Regions from separate parts of the Oryctolagus cuniculus genome. Here region 1 is linked to region 2. Evidence: chromatin contacts called from public Hi-C data. All regions are on one chromosome and are shown on one strand. The core of a region is the stretch at or near the end of the contact, and the rest is flanking DNA. Distances in the headings are between cores, read along the strand shown. Region 1 holds the start of LOC138845354 (large ribosomal subunit protein uL23-like). Region 2 overlaps PRKG1 (protein kinase cGMP-dependent 1).

Region 1 (7,632 bases), core at 3,795-6,294, 1.3 Mb after region 2:
GAAAAATGATCATCACTCAGATATTTGATATTAGTCTTGTGGGTTAACATATATATGCATTGAGTGTAGCCAGGGGAAAGTCAATCCATGAGAATTTCATGGTTCAAGTGAAAACTGAAGAAAAAATTGAGATTGATCTCAGTTAGTGGTATGTGTAATGGCTGATTGAACAAGCAGAGGATGCTATAAGGATCATGGTGGAGTTGCGTTAACATCTTAATTGCATAAAGGATGCATTCAACAAATCTGCAATTCAAAATGTAGGTGTTATTCCCCAGGAGAATTGCAAACATAGGAGAGGAAGAAAAAGCAGAAAATGGAGTGAGGTGGGGAGGAAATTAATTAAAACATAAATTATAAAAACAAGGCTCACCGGCTTGTAAAGCAGTAATCTGAAACCCATGTATTTACCAACAAAAAAAGATACTCATTTTGGTTTGATGAAAGCAGGAGGTTTGGGAGTTATCTAAAAAGACTCTAGGGTGTGTGTTAGTTAGTAAATTAGATATGAACTTGCTAATGTAATATTGTACTTGAGCAGAAAGGTAGCTGGTGATATTGGAAAATTGTAAAGACCCAGATTCTATTAGAAATAATTAATAATAATAAAAATAAAACTTCTGTGAGTAAAAGACTTTGAAAATATTTTGTATCATGTGTCACTATTACAAAATCTCTTTGAAATAAATTATCACAGTGTCTTATTGAATAAGTCTATTATGCTTGTATACTAATTATGTTGCAAACCTTAATTACATACTACGCTATCTGACAGAAATTCCTTCATAGCGCTGATGAGCTGCATCTCTAAGTTTGAATTGATTGTAAGCAATACTTATAGTGGCCATAATGGCAGTAGTACCAGTGTAATAGAGGTACTTCTTCTGGGCAGATTCACCGCAGTCTTATTAGGAGACAGTTTTATAATCCCTACTTTATAAATGAGGAAACAGGCATGCAGTGGCTCACTAATGTCCCCTGTCACGTGGCTGGCACTTAGAGAAATCCATTGTGTAGAATGTCCAAAAGACAGAGATAGTTTATTACCAAAATCAATTCTTGTGCTTCATGAGTAACTGCATGGAAACAGTTTATGTAAATTGTATTCTTTATCTTTGGGCCTTTGTTGGAATTGGTAGAGTTGAATGTTGGAGAATAGTTTGGAGCATTTTATTTTTGTTGCCATTTGTTTTATTTATTTACTTTTATTTATGTACTTTGTTTGCTGTTATTTTTCAAAGAAGTTGATGGAGAAAGCACTGAAATGTTTACCAGCTTTTAAAATCATCCATTTTCCAGGTATTCATGCAGTTGGTTTCCTAAATGGAAGACTGTCTACATAGAGATCTGATGAGAAAGCAAGTGCTTTCTCAGTATGCTAAAATATTAAAAGTAGTAAACACAGGCAAAAATTAAAAACCTATCAATTACATTAATATTTAAACAAGTTCATTCTACAAGTAGAATAAATGGAAAAAAATTAGATTTCTCTTTGAGGAGTAAGCAAAATGTCTTGTGATGCTACAAAAATAATTGAATATAGAGAAGATCATCAAGATTAACAATTCAGAGGTTTGTCTTAATTCCTTACGTGATCAAATGGGCACATTGGACAACACCTGGCCAGAGGTTTACAGGTCGAACCGCAGGAGGAAAGGAGGCTAGAGTCCTCCATGACACTTCCTACGGCAGAAATAAGTGTTTTTACTAATTGAAGAGCTGAACTGTTCTGCTGAAATGCAAATGACCTGATATTGGTCATAGTATTTTTCATTTGACAAGTTTTAGAGGTCATTCCTAGAGTTTTTTTTTGTTTTTTGTTTTTTTTTTTTATATGGTGAAAAAACATATATTTAGAATTAGCCAGCTGGACTCTGTTCAGATGATCCCAATTTTGTTGGCAACGTCCAGAGCATCATAGTCAGGAGCCAGCCGCACATACGCCTTCTTCTCTCCGTCAGGTCTGATCAGGGTGTTGACTTTGGACACATCAATGTCATAGAGTTTCTTCACAGCTTGTTTGATCTGGTGCTTGTTGGCCTTGACATCCACAATGAACACCAGTGTGTTGTTGTCTTCTATCTTCTTCATGGCCGACTCCGTGGTCAGGGGGAACTTGATGATGGCATAGTGGTCAAGCTTGTTTCTCCTGGGGGCGCTCTTCCGAGGGTATTTGGGCTGCCGTCGGAGGCGTAGCGTCTTGGGCCGCCGGAAGGTGGGGGACGTGCGGATCTTCTTCTTCTTGTGGCTGTGGACGCCTTTCAGCACTGCCTTCTTGGCCTTCAAGGCCTTCGCTTTGGCTTCGACTTTAGGAGGGGCAGGAGCTTCCTTCTTCGCCTTCGGCGCCATCTTGGTGAAAAGCGGTCATTCCTAGAGTTTTAAAGATATGCTGTAATTGGATGGAAGAACTTTCTCTCTGTCTCTCCCGCTGACATTCTGGAACTCTACCTGTGAAATAAAATATTTTTTAAAATATGCTATAATATGTAACATGGAAACTTTTATCTTAAATATTTCAGTTATTCACTCCTCTAAAATTTTAAAACTAATAGTATTATTTTGAATATTAAATTTTTCTTAAAATTTCAACACACACAATCTGGATAACTTTGAAAATTCCACACTCTAAAAGCAAAGTTCTTTTCAGGTTTTGCCTGGGTATTCAGATGTTTTTGTGTGTGTATTTTTTGGTAGTATCAGGAAGCTCTAAGAGTTATAAATCAAATCTTGGTTCATGAGATAATCTCAAAGGATGCAGAAGAATTGCACCCCTTCTTTTGTACTGGTGAGGCATTCATTCTTTAGCATGAGAGACAAGCTCATGTTGAACTTTTTTTTTTTTTTTTTTTGACAGGCAGAGTGGACAGTGAGAGAGAGAGACAGAAAGAAAGGTCTTCCTTTGCCATTGGTTCACCCTCCAATGGCCGCCACGGCCAGCGCACCGCGCTGATCCGATGGCAGGAACCAGGTACTTATCCTGGTCTCCCATGGGGTACAGGGCCCAAGCACTTGGGCCATCCTCCACTGCACTCCCTGGCCACAGCAGAGAGCTGACCTGGAAGAGGGGCAACCAGGACAGAATCCGGCGCCCCAACCGGGACTAGAACCCGGTATGCCAGCACCGCAAGGCGGAGGATTAGCCTAGTGAGCCGCGGCGCCGGCCTCTCATGTTGGACTTTAACAGTAAATTGGATAGAAATAAGCATGCCAACAGAGGACAAGATTTTAACAAGTGACTACTGCTCCTTGTTTTACAGCACATTTTTGTTATAATCCGAATGCAGTGAACAGAAGAGAATCATTGTCATAAGGCCAATGTTGCATTCTTGTGACTATACAGAAAGTTTCATCTGGCAAGAGCAAAGCACCTAGAATAGGTTAAAGCCTTGAATGTAAAATGTCCATATGACTGGGACATTGAGATGTTACTCTGACAGAATCACAGTAGCACCTGCTTAGTCCATTTGAAACTTAAAGTCCCCAAGTAACAGAATGGTCACACCAATTCAGTATTTTCTACTCACAGAAGTGTAGACATAAGGAACATATACCCAAATATAGCTGCTGTGTTTTTATGAAAGAGGAGACCTTTAGTTATTCTAGACACGTAGACTTAGTCATTTTAAAAGTAGACTTCATGGAGACTTAAGAAATATGGCTTGAATAGAACTATATCCATGGGTGAAATATGGAACCACTACAAAAGCTTCTCCCTGCTAATGACAGGTATTCTGGAATGTTTGATGTGCCTTTTGTGGTCACTGGGGTACCATTTAGAGCAGAGAGACAAATGATTTGCAGTATGGCACACAGATGAAGGTCTCAGACCTCCTTTTTACCATTGGGAGAACACAACTTTATTTCATTACTCATGTCAGTTAATCTTTGAGTTTGATCATATTCCTATAACTCTAACTGAAAGATATACAATGTCATAAATATTCAAGTTTATATTTTGTCTGATGCCTTTGAGTGACTCAGCTACTTTACCATTTTCCAGATAGAAACACACTAAAATTTGAGCATCTGTAGTATACAGTTTTGAGATAATAAATCCAAAAATGGCACTTCTTAAGAGTATAATTACTTAGTTAGCATATGATTTAATAAATATTGACCACGTGGAAATGAATGATTTGTTGAGAACTTCACAGTATTAGTGACTTAGCATCCTTAAAATGAGTCAAACAAACTGTGTTTGCAATGGCGCACATTGTGTAATTTAAATGAACATAAAGGAAAAATAATAATCTTGTTATATCTAAAAATGAGTTTAGGAAGAAACAATGAGTGCATAGAACTCATAGTCTACCTATTTAGAGTGATAATCAAAGTAGTAATGATGCTGTATTAGATTCCTGAGGCTTATGTAGCGAATTACTACAAACTAGGTGGCTTAAAATGAAGGAAATCTATTTTGTCACCCAGAAGTCCTAAATTAGTATCTTTAGGCTCAATCAGTCATCAGTGGGACAACACTCTTGGAGGTTCTGGGGGAGAAGCCATTCCTAGCCTCTTCCAAGTTTTAGGTGCTTCTACATTCTTCTGTTTGTGGCTGCGCTACTCCAATCTTCACTGCTGTCTTCACATTGTCTTTTCCTCTGTGTGTGTGCATGTGTGTCAGCTCACTCTGATTCCCTTATTAAAAACATACTTGTGATGGCATTTTAGGATCTCTCTCGAAAACATGGGGTAGTCTTCCTATCTCAAAATTTTATTGCTAAGACTCCTTTCCTAAGAAGGTAACATTTACAAGTTCCAGGGATGATATTGTTGGTGGACTATTTGCAGCCTACCATGGAGAAGTTAACCAGTTAGGTTGTCACAGTATATCTTGGCCATGCACATAGCCAACATGGCCTTTGATAAGGGGTAAGATTGAATTCCAGCCATCCTTTCTCCTCCTCTCCTTACTCAACTCTATCCCAATCCTACTCCTAATGTGGTTTCTTCCTAGATGTGATGTGAAGAGCAGTAAGTGAGTTTCCTCTTAGAGGAAAAACCATGAGAGATTGATAGGCTCTGTATCTCAAAATAAATAAATAAATAAGCAAACAAGCAAGCAAACCCATCTGTCCTTCAAAGATGACACCTGTTACCTGGACTGACCCCTTTATTCCATGCTCTGGGGCATGACATTCCACAAGGCCACTGAGGAAGCTCCGCCTGACCCAGGGAATCCTTGTGCTTGTTTTTGTTTCAGGAAATTTTCCAATAACTCTACTCCATGGACCTACATGGTGAGAGTCCCCTGCCACATACAGGGGCACAGATTGACCCAAGTGCCACTGAGGGAGATTATGAACCATCCAACTGTTGCTAAAATTCCCAGTCTCCTCCCTGGAATTTTTCCATGTCCCTCGCACAGTCCCATCTCCCTCCAGATAAACATACCTCACATGCATGGGGTGGATGCGTTGGGTCCTTTGAGAGGATGCAGCAAAGTGTTTGTGCTGGGGTGAAACCATCCTCTTGTCCTGTTCACACCTTTACCTTTGCCAAGCTAGTACACTATGGCTACGTTTCATTTATTGATAAACTTTACCGTAAGGGATATTTCTGGTGGGACAGTTAGCAACCCCTTTTCCCAAGAAGCTGTGTAAAAGTCCTGAGATCATGAAAGAGTAGTTTGGATTCATAACCATGTCTTTCCAAAATAAATATTTGGAATTGAACGCTTGATTTGTGTCAGGCACTAAGCAAAACATTTACCATTCCCGTTATCTCACTTAATCCTGTGCATTAAGATCTAATGTTATTATTATCATTATCATTATTTTCTGATGAGGAAGCTGAGGCTTAGAGGGCTGGAGTGACCTCACAGCGAGCTGAGGAGTTGACAGTTACATTGCAAATCAGCTGCAGAATTAGGATTTGGACCCAAGAGTCTGTCTTTCAAATTCATCTCTTAACCCCAAACATGCTGTCTCTTGGAGATAGTTACTACCTGGTTATGGTCTTGGTTTGCATCTAGAAATAGGTGTGAATAACCTTGGATGTGAAAGTATCCCTTGTCTGAGGAAGGGACTAAAGTAAGAAACAAAACATTCTCTTTTAAAACTGCCTTGAAATCCTCAGTTTGTTTCATGTCATGAAAACATAAACTGTGGTATTTTAGATCTTGTCATAACCTAAAAGCAGTAACAAACTCCCTTCTGCAAACAATTCTATATCGCACAGACACTTTTCCGCTCATATATTTGTTATATCAAATAAGTGTGTTATGGTAAAGCTTTTTTTGCCAGAAACCCCTGAATCATTATGTAAATGTGCATTGAGACCCCTGAGTTCATCTTCAGATCAGCGTTACCAAACCCACCTCTGGGCGACGGAAGCTGTTCTGAGCCACTCAGAGCCAGCGCCAGGATGCTTCGCCATCATCTGTGACCCACTGGGAGTTTCAAGTAACGCTGTATCCATTAAGGGAGGGAAATGGTAGAAATATGATCTTTAGGGTAATGACAAGTGAAATGGCAAATGATTCCTGCTGTAAAGGCAATCATTTTCCATTGGAGAAATACTAGCTATATTCATTCTTTGAGTGGCTTTCTTTTTAATTATTGTATAATTTCTAAAATTCTATACAATGTGTGTTACAGGTTCATTTATGGATATTTATGTCTTAATGAATCCTGACTGTACCTAAATCACTAGGCTTGCTGCAAAGCTCAGGAGTGTCTGATGGGAGTATTATTATTTGGAGATTTTCATAACGTTTACTTTTTAAAATTTCTGAGGAAGGATGTGTTTGGAATAGATTTAGTGATATGGTAGTATGCAAAAAGAGAGAGAATAAATGCAGAATTTTTCCAGCTCCAGTCTTTGGGCAAAGTGACTAAAGATAAGTGTTATTGACAGGGTGTCATCTCTTCTCTTACCAAGAGGTATATTGCACTCGAGTAGGGGTCCACAGACTTTCTTTGTAAAGGACTTGATGATGAATATTTTAGGCCCTGCAGACCCACTCAGACAAATGAGCTGAACAAATGAGAGAGGCCATGTTTCAATGAAACTTAATTTATGGAGCCTGAAACTTGAATTACATATTATTTTCATGTGTCACAAAGCATTACTGTTCTTTGAGTTTTATGTTCAACCATTTAAGACTGTAGTAACCATTCTTAGGTCACTAGGGACACAAAAAGGCCCAGGCTGGCCTTGGCCTGTGAGCCGTGGTTTCTCAAACCCTACATGCGAGGATGGCATTTTTGTTGAGGACTCCATCAGGTGAGGAGAATACTGAGAATAGCAAAGGAATCTGAAAACTTTTCTCAAAAATTAGTTTGTGTTCTTGACAGCTGTTTTCCCCAGAAGTTATAATCTCCCAAATCCTTAAACTTTGCTTTTTAGTTCCTGCTGTTTACACCAGCGCACTCTCTCACCTGAACCACCTGAACCACCGCTGTTGACCTCCTCCTGATCTTTTCTTAACCAACAGTCCAGTTGCAGCAAAGCATCCCAAGTGACTTTTAACAAATGCAAAATTCAGTGATGTCACACACACGAGCTGCAATCTTGGCAAGTTAACGAAACACTTCAAGACTCAATTTCCTCCTCTATAAATGGAAAGAATAATTATCCATGCTTCTGTGGTTTGATGTGAAGATTAGATGACTAATGATATTCAGCATT
Region 2 (7,687 bases), core at 412-2,911:
TTCTCACAGTGCAGTAGACTTGGGTCTCCAAGCCTGAAAGCTGCAAGGGAAGGGATGCTTTTCCTGTGTGTCCCCATCTCTGCGAGTCCCCATCGAGTTTATACCTTTGTATCCCCAGTGCCTGGCTCCAATTGGAAGACTGGTATTACTGTATTCTGGCCTATTAATGGAGAAAAATGCAATTTTAGACCTTATTTCTCTCAACACTATTTTTCAAAAATTTTGATTAATATAAAGGGAACATATTTCATGCATTTCATAGGTACAATCCTATAAAGATATCTGTCAGCCAATCAGTTGATATGTGGGAAGACATAGGAACTATTTTGGCGATCCAAAGCAGTGTTCTCTCCTTACTAGTCTGACACTGTCTCGAAAAAAATATACCAAATGATCAGCCTCTTCCATGATTAAAAACCTCACAAGGATGTTGACAGGATTAAATGAGCTCACACACGTTTAATTTAGTGCCTTGTAGAGTGTAGTCATTCAATAAATGCTAGCTCTCATTGTTATTACCTACTGATTCTGACTTCATTCATCTAGGAGACAGGAACTTTTAACCCTGAAATGGGCCCGTATATTCTCCCCGTATTTCTAGCTCCATACTTGCATCTAATTCTGCTAAGTGACATGGCTGTGACCCTGTTTTCAGTCATTTCCTGAATCATAGATGGTATTCTGACATGGGCCATAATTAGGGCTTATTTTCCTTTCTCTCTTTTTCACCCATGATGTCATCTTTGTTCTCTTTCTGTATATTTCTCACCCCCTCTCCCAACCCATGTTATGAGAAACTATATAATTCTAGAAAGAAAGAATGGCAAGTTACCTCTAGGGATCTATTGAGCTGTGTTAGGACCTCCTCTGAAGCTATCTGCTCTCTGTACTAGATAAACTCAGGTTTCTTAACCCTTCTTTGCATGTGAACCACTTGGGGATGCAGGCTCTGACTTGTGGGAGGCAGAATCCGTCTCCTGCAGAAGGCGAAGCCCGCCTCCCATAATATGGCGCTGATAAGGAGTAACCAGCTTTTACACAGCTGACTCATCTTGACTACTAGAAGCCGCAGGAGCCGATTCATCCTCTCAATAGAAGAGAACGGCATGCTCGACACGTGGACAGGCGGAGCACGGATTGGTGGAGAGGACTATATAGGAGGAGAGAGACGGCATGGTGGTGGGGGTTGGTTGGAGAGTGCGTTGGAGAGTTCGCGGGGAAGTTCGTTGCTTCGTTCTTTCTCATTTCTCTCTACTCATTCTTGCTTTGAGAGTTCGCTGTTTGCTTATTCTTACTTTACTATAGAAAAGACTTGTAAAAGGGGAACAACAAGCGTCAGGTCCGGTGCGGCTCCTCCGCGTGCGGAGGAGCAGCACTGACTGAGCAGGTGTGGGGCAGACCTGAGAGTCCTGCATTTGCAGTGATCTCTCAGGTTCTGCTGATGCTGCTGGTTCTCCGAAGACCATTCAGCAGCAAATGATTAAATCAGGAATTTGGTTTCTTCCTCCTACCACCGGTCCCTGCCCCACCCCCACTTTTTTTTTTTTTTTTTTTTGCTATACAAATAAAGTGCAATCAGACACAGTAATGTAAACTAGTGATCCATTAACCTGCAGTGCTTTGTAAGATCAACTCATTCCCAATGAAAGCCTAGAGGAAGCATTCTTGTGTTCTGGGTCATAAACACACACAGCTGAACAATGTGAGAGCTAAGCGTTAGGACGGTGGAATCAGAGAGGCTTGTGTTCAAGCTTGTAATATCTTAGTCATGTTCCTCGAACCTCTTTGAATGCTTCTTTCTGGTCTGTCAATTTGGGCGGGGCAGGGGTGGTGTGGCTAGAAGGTTGTCCTGTAACTGATGATGTGCAAAAGATCTGTTCTAGCAAACGGTCAGTGACGACCATTGCTTTGGAGTCTCAACACCAGTGTCCTGGACACAAAATAAAATCTGTTCCCAAGTTAGAAATGTGATTCAGAAAGAACTATAATTGAGATGAATTGGGAGAGTAAGACACGCTGATTCAGCATTGTCAAGAGCTCGCTCTGTGCAGGGTGCTTTATCAGCATGAATTCATTTGTTGTTCTCAACAATCCCAGGCTGTCATCATGGTGCCTCTGGGCGGGAATGCTCTGTGCACATGAGGAGCCTCATCCAAACACATAGAGTGACTTATCCAAAGTCTTGCTGCATCAGCTGGGAGTATTTGGCTGTAGGACTCTAACCCCATACCACATGATAATCTACAGGAGGTGCATAGGCAGAAAATGGAGGAAAGTGGGCATTGCAAAGACCCTCAGACCACTCCAAACACCCAGCAGTTCTCAAACTGCAGCGCATGTAGTCATGTCTTGGAGGTTTGTTACAGGGATTCCTAGGCTCCATCTCCAGTGATTCTGACTTAATGGACTTGGGAAATTTGGGATCAAGAAATTGGCCAAACCTCCTTTGCAGGTATGTTCTGTAAGTAGTCTGACCACATACATAATTTCCTAGGGCTACTATAACCTATTACCACACACTGTGTGACTTGCAGCTATTGCAATTTATTCTATCATAGTTCTGGGACTGGAAGTTAGAATTCAGGGTATCAGCAGGGCACAGTGTTTGAAGACCCTAGGGAGGCTCTTCTGTTGCCTCTTCCTAGCTTCAAGTGGTGACTGACAGTCAGTCTTTGGCATTCTGTGACATGTATTCACATCACCCCTGTCTCTGCCCTCAATTTCATATGGCTGTCTTTCCTGCAGATCTGTGTCTAGATTTTCCTCTTATAAGAACATCACTGAATTTAAGGCCCACTCTGATCTAATATGATCTCATCTTGATTATATCTATAAAGACTTCAGTTCCCAGTAAGGTCATGTTTACAGGTTTCAGCTGGACATGAATTTAGGGTGGCCAATATATCATACCACTTGTATTTATCTTCCTTCAAGCTTACAGTGTACATCTGTGACTTCTGAATTCTGCTGAGTGCCATGGGAAAAGGATTTTGGATGAGATGGTTCAAGTGAAGAACACATCCAAGCATCAGAGTAGCAAAGTTTTGGGGAACCTTTTTCACTTGCCATTTCTCTATATCCTCCCCTCTCACTCCCTTCCTCTTATTTTTCAAAGGCTATGATGTTGATTGATAGTCCTTGGTTCAGATGAAAGTATTAGTCTCTGGTGGTTCCATGAAATGTCACAGATCTCTGTGGTTTATGGTCCTCTTGTTTTCATGGCATGAGCTTTATAAAGATTTACAGAGGGAAAAATTGGTCTTGAGAAGAGACAGCCAGTGATTTTCATTTCTGGAGACTATAGTTTTCTTACCTGTAATTTTAGGGGAAAAGAAACTTTTATGCTATAATTTCAACACTTTCCTTCCCTATAATTTTGGTATACTCTTTCCTTAGGGTTACAAAGAACAAGTGGAATAAACTTCAGATAAACTTATTAGGATGAAGAGCCATTAACACACCAACTAATTTAGAAAAGCTTTGAATGCTTTGGTCAATTAAAATGACACATTTTGCAACAGCAGAATTATATTTAGACCTATTTTTAAGTTAACATTGTTTCATGTGTTTAAAAGTATAATTTAAGCATTTTCCCATCTCCTCCCGAGATAGGATATACATTGCTTGAAAACTAACCAGAAGGTTTTTGTTAATGTCCTATCATATAGATTGAGAATTGGTTATACTATTATACCACTGAGAATTTAAGCCTTCTCCTTAGCACTTAAGAAAACTTGAAGAGATAGCATGAACTATTTATACAGTTTTCCTGGTGATTTAGTTTTATATAAAGAAAATTTGAAAGTATAATTCAAAAATTTGTGATAATAAGAGTATTCTTTTCAAGTGTATTTAACTCTCAAACACCCATCTAAGATGCTTCAAAGAATCCAGATTTCTGGGAATGGTTTTGGGCATCATAATGATATAAAATATTTAACAATTTATTGTCCAACATGGACTCATCGAGCCTTTTTGGAAAGAAAAAACTGTCAGAACACTCATGCTACACAATCAAGTGTATCTTTCCTCATTTTTTTGAAAGAGTATCTTTCTTTGCTTTGTTTCCTTTCTACTTGCTTTAAGATTTTCTGGAAAGTTTGTCTTCTCATTGCTGCAAAAAGATCTTAGGAATACTTCAGATGTTTATTTCACTTAATAGAGTTTTTACCAGAAGTACCCAAGTGCCTTCAGAAATGAGAGGAGAGACCCGTAAAGGGCGGCAACATTACGAAGGGGGTTTGGCACCTGCTATGTGCAGTTTTCCTGTACCATCTTTTGTATATGCTCTATTAAGATGCTTTAAATACTGAATGTCGAATTTCCTGGAGCAAATGCCAAAGAGTGAATTCCACTACCCAACAGAAGGCATCAGTTCCGTGTTAAGCATCTTTAGCAGTTATTTGATGATTTCAGTAGTATTGCATTAAATTTTCATAGGCAAAATGCAGTGAGGTTGGTTATTATGTTGGACAACAGAAGCAAGATTCCAAAAGGCTGTGATACGCAAGAGAACTCATTGACAATTCTCTGTTTTCCTTTTTATAATCAGACATTTTCTAATGTTTCCTGGCTATCCTTAAATTGATTTTATAGATTATATAGCCCATTTGTAGAAATTATGTGTATTATATATATGCATATAGTGTCCAAACTGTAAAATGAAGGAAAAATAGAATAAATGATGTATAATAAAATAATAGCATGCTTTAATAAATAAATATTTGAACTGGCTGAGTGGAAGATGGTCATGATAAGGACTCCAAAGTACACTGAGCAGAAATGGGGAAGTATTTGCTTCACCTGCTAGAATCATTTTATGTAACAACTGAAAACATATATATATATATATATATACTGGTGTGCTGTATTGCTCATCCTAGTGCCATTGTTTGTATTCTTGTCAAAATACATTTTTCCAAAGTGGTAAACTCCCTCTACAGTTTCCAGCAAAATAAAATACCCACTTCCTTAATTAACTTGGTAGCTGCATTCTCAGTAACCTTGATGCAATTTAAAACATGCAAAATTAAATACTTTGTTAACATGTAAAATGGACTTAGGTTCTTGGGTTAGGCAATTATTTATGGATTTTCTCCTTCCTGAGTGGTCAGTGGTAGATTTGAAGTTCTGTAGGTTTTAAAATAATTCCACATTCTTTGTGATTCTCCTGTGGATTGTAGGAAATAGTGACAACCAAAACCACCCACAAATTTCTGAAGTTTCCACAAGGGGGCAGTACCACCACCACCACTGAGCATTACTGGGCAAACTTTCTCAGCCTTGGAACTAGGTATGTTTTGGGTTAGATAATTCTTTGTTTTGTGATTGTATGCATGTGTGTATCGGCATGCATAGGTGCATTGCTTTATGCATTGTAGGATGTTTAATGGCCTCTTGGGCCCCAGTCACTCTGCCAGTAGCAACCCTGCTCACCACTAGTTAGGATAACTCCAATGTTTCCGGACACTGCCTAGTGCCCCCTTTAGAGGGTGAGGAGGATTCACCCACAACTGAGATCATTTAACTTAAATAATCATTAACTTAAAAACACCTAATGGAAAAAGCTTTCCCTAGGAAACTTGAAACAAACTTCATGATTAAAATGCCCTCGTAGAAGTATTTTTGGAAATAGTTAGGAGCGATCTGTAAGTAATCTGTGATTCAACCAGAACGTATGTCTACTAAAATTATTTACTGATTCTTAGGTTGGGTGTTGTGGCATAGGAGATTAAGAAATCCATTGGGATAACCGTTACCATATCAGAGCGCTGGTTTGAGTCCTGGCTACTCAGCTTCTGATCCACTTCCTGCTCATGCATCCTGTGAGGCAGAAGATGATGGCTCAAGTGCTTGGGCCCTTTCCACCATTGTGGGACACTTGGGTAGAATTTAAGGCTCCTGGCTTCAGCCTGGCCCCAGCCCCAACTGTTGCAAGCATTTGGGGAGTAACCAGCAGATGGAAGATTGATTTCTCTTTCTCTTTCTCCATTTGACTCTGCCTTTCAAGTAGATGAAAAATAAACATTTTAAAAACAGTGTTTGTGGGATAATTTATGAATATAACTACTTGTAAATGAATATTTTACTTAAGTTTCTACATTTATTTTTAAAAATCCCATTTTATTCGGTAAAGGATTTGTGACCAGTTAAGAAGCAGCCTAGAATCACCAAGCTGTTCTGTGTCTCTGTGCTCATTTGAACTCTAACAGGGACAGTTATTTGTGTGAGCCAAAGTATTTCATGGTTCTGCATGGATTCATGAGGTAGAATGAAGACATGCAGGCAGGTGGCAGGGAAGTTTCCTGCACAGGGTAAGGAGGATTTGTCTAACAGAGCTGATGGCTCTGGACTGAGCTGTTTTAGGAGGAACAATAAGTGGTGATATTTATGGAGAGATTTGTTGACCACCAGACTTGAAAAAGCAGACTCAGCATTTTAAGGTGGGAAATTATTCTAGGAGTACTATGTATCTACCTATCCATTCAATATGTTTATTGCCCCTACTTCCTCCCTATTAACCTCTGTGATTGAACACTTCCAAGACTGTCCATTCTAACCACTCAGTGTGCATACAGTCAGTAAATAGCTGAGAAATTACCACTAATATTCAGAATTAAATCATGCATTTAAAAGCATATATAGGGGGCTGGCGCCGTGGCTCACTTGGTTAATCCTCTGCCTGCAGCGCCAGCATCCCATATAGGCACCGGGTTCTAGTCCTGGTTGCTCCTCTTCCAGTCCAGCTCTCTGCTGTGGCCCGGAAAAGCAGTGGAGGATGGCCCAAGTGCTGTGACCAGGAAGAAGCACCTGGCTCTTGGGTTCAGATCGGTGCAGCGCCGGCTGTAGCGGCCATTTGGGGAGTGAACCAATGGAACGAAGACCTTTCTCTCTGTCTCTCTCTCTCACTTTCTATAACTCTACCTGTCAAATAAATAAGGAAAAAAAAACATATTTAAAAGACTATTCACTTATTCATTAGCTTGTGCTGGCTTTGTGCTTGTCATCATTCCAAATGCTGAGGGTACAGTGGTCCCATCAGGCCTCTGGACTAGTATTAAAGACAAACAATAAGTGAAGAAACCAAAAGAAAAGTTTAAATTCAAATTGTGATGAACTCTCAGGAGGTAATACATACATGTGCAGTGGCAGAAAATAACAGGGAGAGGGAAGAGTTGGTTTTAGATGGAATAGTTTGAAATAAACTCCCTGATGAGCTGGTATTTAAATTGAGACCTAAAAGCTAAGAAGTAAATTGTTCTAACTATGGGGAGGTACATTGTAGGTGGAAGAAAGGACATGTGATAAGGACATGTGTGAGGAAAGACATTGATGTATTTGAGGCCCAGCAGGAAGGCCCAATAGCTGACATATCATAGCAGTTGATAGGAGAGTAACGTGCAGTGAGTTTCTAGAAATTCAGCCGGTCCAGCTCAGAGGGAGACATCAAGAACAAGGACCAAGAAGCCAGAGCGCCTGAGTTCAGGTGACATAACTTTTTAAACTTACTTTTTCATCTGCAAAATGGGTTCTTACAAGAGTACTTGCCTCTCAGGATAATTGCGAGAACTGGATGAATTATAATATGGAAAGTGCTTAGAACAGTGTTTGCAGTTATGGATACGAGATGTTAGTGCAGCAGTTGCTACCAGTGCCGCTACTGCTACTCATAGGCTAATAGACTGTA

What was found. A called contact is a pair of places that touch in the nucleus more often than the background predicts.
Region 1: a Hi-C map of liver shows a contact between it and region 2, with 10 times the contacts expected there. The contact joins the promoter of LOC138845354 here to the enhancer-like site in region 2. A contact is called at or near these places in 6 of 6 Hi-C or Micro-C datasets (ear pinna, embryonic fibroblasts, liver and 3 more).

What each region holds. Positions count from the first base shown.
Region 1 is chr15:45,246,400-45,254,031 of mOryCun1.1, forward strand. It overlaps LOC138845354 (large ribosomal subunit protein uL23-like), which reads right to left and starts at 5,045. Exons shown (of 1, transcript XM_070057679.1): 1 at 1,848-5,045. The coding sequence starts at 2,349. The coding sequence ends at 1,879. All of the region lies in intron 9 of PRKG1 (protein kinase cGMP-dependent 1), which reads left to right.
Region 2 is chr15:43,992,995-44,000,681 of mOryCun1.1, forward strand. All of the region lies in intron 1 of PRKG1 (protein kinase cGMP-dependent 1), which reads left to right. Among named protein-coding and RNA genes, the nearest start is that of PRKG1, 18 kb to the left of the region's middle. Within about 2 kb of position 1,662, at least 1 of the 8 cell types and tissues checked has an H3K27ac peak or open chromatin away from gene starts, as enhancers often do.